Regions from separate parts of the Oryzias latipes genome. Here region 1 is linked to region 2. A link is a contact called in public Hi-C data. All regions are on one chromosome and are shown on one strand. Each heading gives the region's core, a stretch centred on a gene start, on an enhancer-like site or on the middle of the called end of the contact. The rest is flanking DNA. Distances are from core to core; before and after follow the strand shown.

Region 1 (2,700 bases), core at 35-2,534, 140 kb before region 2:
AGACATCTGCCATCAGTCCTTCATTGGAGCTCACCTGAGCTCAGATAAAGGTTGCTTACACAGCAACATTGAAATCTGTAAACAGCACTTCGGTCATGCAGGTGAACAGTAGGTTAAACGCAGCAGGTAGACGTAGAAAATAGAGAGATCATTCTATTAATATACAAAAAAGACACTTTAAAAAATACAAAAATATCACAAAAAGTGGGTAAAAATGGCCGAACTACACAGTTTTGTCTACAAACTGCAAGAATCTAAAACTAAAGGTAAAGTTTACAGTAAACATTGGGGAAGCTGGAGCTGCATATAGGATCAACCGTGACCTTCTAACCCCTTGGTAGTCCTTTAGTACCCATCTGATGAGGAAAAGGCTGCTGGGGTTACCTCATCATGCTGGCCGGCTTCTTCCTGACCTCTGTAGGCTCTGGCTCTGGGTCCAGCAGGAGCCGCAGCTCCGCAGGGGCCCGTCCACGCCTCCTCTGCCTCCTCTCACCTCCATGCTCCACTTCAGACCTGGACATAGGGTGACAGGTGAGGTGGAACCAGGTGTTGGGTTACGCTTTGCATGGAGTCTATACACCCAGGTGAATCCATCAGCGGCGGTTTGGGCTCAGCATGTGGGTCAAAGACAAAGAATGACTGATGGGGTCATGGGGTAGACCCTCCCAGGGTAGGTGAGCCCCCTCCACGTCTCGTGAGGAGGTCACGTGGAGGTTCTCCACGCAAACCAGCAGCTTCTGATGGAGCCACGTCCGCCCGCTGCCCCCCCCCCCCCCCCCCCCTCCCAATCAAATGCGGATGCAAATGTACGCCGCCCGCCCGCCGGCCCGCGGGGCGGCCTTCCCCAGCGAACTCACGTCGCGCTCTTCCCCCAGGAGTCCGGACAGGCACTCGGCTCCGGGCCGGGTAACGGGGTCACCGGTGAGTCCGCCTGCTCGCTCATCAGTCACCGGTTCATCTCTGGGCTTCCACGGAGACCACCGCCCCCCCCTCCACCCGTCTCCCAGCCTGGACAGGACGGAAAACCTCCAGGAAGTCTAGAAAAGTTTTTTTCTTCTTCTCCGGGAACCGAGGAGACAGACGGAGGAGGAGCCGGGATGGGGGGGAGGGAGCAGCCGGGAGCGACGTCAGGAGGAACCGGGAAGAGAGGAGCGGCCTCCCGCTGGTCTTCAGCCGGGTCAGAGCCGACGAGAATCCCGAAAGTTCCCTCACGCGCTCGCAGAAGAGGGAAGAGTGAAGGCGCGAACTTTTTTAAGGAGAGAGAAATTCTGCAACACGAAGAAACTTCTCATATGCACCTGCGGAACACGTCCAACAGGGGGCGACAAAGTCCAACTAATGGGCTTCCACTTAATCATTTCCATTTCAACACAAATAACGAAAGTTTTCACTTTTGTAACCTTATATTTCCTTATTTAAACATGTTTTCACAGTGTTATTATTCAGTAATCTATATATTTTTGTGTGAAAGCATCTCTTTAAAGCTGCTCATCCCAAAAACCTCTTCCCTTGAGGCGCATTTTTTGTGTTTGCATAATTTTAATTTTATTCAATTCAATTTTATTTGTATAGCCCAAAATCACAACAACAGTCATCTCGATGGGCTTTGTGCAGATAGACATAGGGTAAAACATAAAATCAAAAGGATCATGAACACACACAATTCAATAGAAGGATTCTAAACTGAATTCACTAAACTCTGAGCAATAACTTTACAGATTTATGTTTAATGGTGTGGTGGGGAAGCTTGCATTCTCCATGCTCCTGTAACCCCCTGCTCTCTGGCAATGGGGGGCCCCTGTGGCAGTTTGGTTATGCATTTTTTCCTCGTTAGGGATATTCAATGATAAAACGATGAAATATGCAACTGCAAAATTATACTATTCATTTATAATACTATTAATTTAAAATATAAGGGACGCAACACTTCACTTTCTCCACCATTCAGTGCAAACCTCAGATTTTGTGTCAAAGTTTATGGAGTGATATTTATGTTGCAAATAAAATATTTGTTTTCATATACTTTTTCTTTGCTTTCTTTTTTTTTTTTTGCTTTCAAAGACGTTTTCTTCAATTTTTTTTGCTTTTAATAATATTTGTGCATTTGCAGCACAAATGTTTAGCATGCCTTGCGTCTCATCTCGCTTTTTTTCTATCTTTGGTTTTGCTCTCATAACTTTCAGTTTAGCGTGACATATCTGCCATCAAACAGCCTGCAGATTGGTCCAGATTCTAACCAATCAAATCGCCACATTTATCTAACATGGTTTCTGCTACCGAGGCTCAGAGGCCAAACCAACTCTTTTTACCCACGATTTTGTCTCTCTGGCTGAAGAAAATTTCCTATTTAATCATTTTAAAAATAATTCATACCAGCATTGATTATTTTTTATTTACCGTAGTCAGATTTGGGAATTTATGGCTGAGGATCTCCTGAAACTGTAAATTAAAACCGAAAGTTTATCTTCTGACATTAAATCAACAGGCCCCTGTGTAATCTGTGAATCCTCCGGAGCAAAATATTGGTAAAAAGTTTGATTTTCTTTGAGATCTGTTTAAAAAAAAGAGAGAGAGAGAATTATTTTATGCTGCACAAATGTTTTGGAATAGAATAACAGCAGTAATAAGAAAAACAATTATGGCTCACCAAAGTGGACTTAATGTATTTAACAGAGGAAGCATTTTTTACTTTTATTTTAA
Region 2 (2,700 bases), core at 114-2,613:
CTGGTCTGCTCCTCCTGGTGCTGACCTGACACGCACAGTGAAAGACGCTCCTGTCGCCTTTGGAGGTCTCCGGCGGGCACGGCGGGCCGACGCTGAAGTGCAGCAGCCCCAGGGGATGATGGGAGTCCGTTTGGCACTTCACCACCAGCGTGCCTTTGGAGACCTGCTGCACCAGGGGCCCTGGGGAGTCGATGGCGAGCCTCCACAGCTCCCCCCGCAGCTCCTCCGACACCTGCAAGCTTTCCAGGACGGAGCTCTTCACGGTGAGCGGCGAGGCTCTGCTCTGGCACTCGATGGCCTGCCGCATGTGGACGCAGAGGCTGTCGGACGACGGCTTGGCCGCCGCCGCCTCGCGCTGGCCCGACCTCTGACCCTGCCTGCAGGAGGGCAGAAAGCAGCGGCCCAGGTTGATGCGGGTGAGCAGCGTGGACCCGTCCCCCGTGGCGATGGCCGTAGCCGTGGGCGCCAGCTCCACAAAGCCCCACTGTGTGGCCACGCCTCCTCTTCCTCTGTGACACACAGAAAACACCTCTGCCGCTCCGCCCGAGGCCCCCCCCAGGACTCCACCTTCCTCCTGACCCTTGCCCCCTTTCTCCTCGGTGTCCGTGATCAGCCTCACCACCTCCACCACACTCTTCCTGCTGCTCTTGGCCGCCGCCGCCGGGGCGCTCCGGAGGGCCACGCCGCAGGCCTTGTTCTTGCAGCTGATCCCCCGGGTGCCATTGAAGACGCCGCACTGGGGGCACCGGCGGATGCCCCGGAGGGTGGCCTTCCCCAGGTTGGAGAGGAAGGGTGGGGTGCTGGAGGCTGATTTCCTGGAGTCCCGCTGCTTCGCTGCCAGACTGACTTTGGTGTTTGTGGATGGAGTCCCAGAGGAGGTGATGCAGGAGCTCTGTGCTCCTCCTTCAGCGTCCATCATCATGTCAGGCGTCCAGACCTGAACCCCACCTGACACAAAGGATGAAAGAGGAGGTCAGAAGGGGGAGAAAGAGAGAGAGAGAAAAGTCAACAGGAAGGAGGTGAAAAACATACACGCACCACTACGACGCGCTTTTTTTCTTTTTTATAATCCAGTAAAAAAAAAAAAAACTTGAATAAAAGCTGCCGTGTCACTGACTCTTAACACATTTTAAATATTTTTTTCATTTGTGTGACGCGACAGTTCAAATTCTACAAACACACACAAAAAAGTGAAATGTAGGAGTAAATTTCAGAACCCACACCTGAAACTTGCGAGAATCCGCCGCCGTTTGGTTGAATTCAGCCTCTCAGACCTCCAAAAAACGCTTCGACCGTCGCCATTCCTCCTTACATCCAGAGAGCCGCAATGCGCCTGTAACGAAACTCCTGATTGGACGGGCGAAGTCACGTGCGGCAGGAACGTTGATGCCCATGACGCGTTGTAGGACGGGGGTTGTAGTTTGCAATTTCCTCTTCTTTTTTTTGTCCGTCAAAACGTTTTTATTCCCTTTTGGACTGTGAAAATGTTCCAAATAACTAATTAAATTACATTTCTAAAATTTAATTATTTTTTTTTTTTTTACTAATGAAAAAAAAAGAATGAACAATTTAACTTTTTTGCAGAAATGTAAGACTTTTTTCATCTAATTTTGATTTTAGTGAGTTTATTCTGACACTTGTAGTCATTTTTTAACTTTTCTTTTATAAGGATCCTACATTTAATTCTTTTATGTTTCAATAATTCACTAAAGGACGCTCTTTGAGGACTTCAGCAGTGTATTCAACACTGTGATCCCCCATAAACTGGTCCACAAACTCTCCAATCTCGGACTCTCATCCGCGTTCTGTTCATGGATTATGGACCTTCTGACCAACAGGCCTCAGAATGTCAGGATGGGGAGCCTGACATCAGACACCATAATCCTGAGCACAGGCAGGGCTGTTTTGCTAAATCCTCTTCACACTCTTCACTCAGGACTGTGCTCCCATCCACTCCTCCAACACCATAGTGAAATTTGCAGGTGACACTACAGTGGTGGGCCTCATGGCTGACAATAACGAGAACTGGAGTACAGGCAGGAGATCCAACACTTGGAGAAGTGGTGTTCAGCCAACGATCTGGTCCTCAATCCCACCAAAACCAAGGAGGTCATTATAGACTTCAGGAGGACCAGGAGAACGACTCAACCCCCACTCTACATCAGAGGTGAGGAGGTGTTTTTTTTTTTACATTGGTTTTTATTATTTTTTGTCTACTGCTCCGTTTTGTTGTAGAAATTTACAATGACAATAAAAATCTTTGAATTTTGAAAACAGTAAAGCAATTTGTCCATAGTAGAGAATTTAAAAATGATTACCAAATTTAAAGTTGTTTCCTTTTAAAACATTCTTATTAAAGTATCATTAAAAAAGAGTCAAATATTTTATGGCATAAAATATAAAAAGTAACTTGGCAAAAAAAGCTAAAATTACATTCAAAATTTTGAATTTTTAGTGTTGATAAAAATACAACATTCAACTTTTTTGCTGATGCCAACTTTTTTTTCACCAAAAATAAGTATTTACTATTTGAATCGGTTATCCTTTGTTAGAAATTTACCACAAAAGCTCTCTTTTTTTCGAGGTAGTGATGATCTTTTAGTGTTAAACTCAAAGTACTGCAAGTTGGGTCTAAAAATTGAAATATGTTCAAGACCCACTCTGATAAAAATGGCATTTTTAACATGTTTTTGTGACTCT

The links. Hi-C and Micro-C count contacts between places; a contact is called where the count stands out from the background.
Region 1: a Hi-C map of embryo shows a contact between it and region 2, with 2.9 times the contacts expected there. The contact joins the promoter of LOC101170857 here to the promoter of c12h2orf42 in region 2. A contact is called at or near these places in 4 of 5 Hi-C or Micro-C datasets (embryo, fibroblasts and gastrula embryo).

Annotation. Positions count from the first base shown.
Region 1 is chr12:4,035,166-4,037,865 of ASM223467v1, reverse strand. It overlaps LOC101170857 (GRAM domain-containing protein 2B), which reads right to left and starts at 1,284. Exons shown (of 14, transcript XM_023960922.1): 1 at 858-1,284; 2 at 385-513. The coding sequence starts at 943.
Region 2 is chr12:3,891,975-3,894,674 of ASM223467v1, reverse strand. c12h2orf42 reads right to left here and starts at 1,363. Exons shown (of 9, transcript XM_023960991.1): 1 at 1,224-1,363; 2 at 1-948. The coding sequence starts at 922.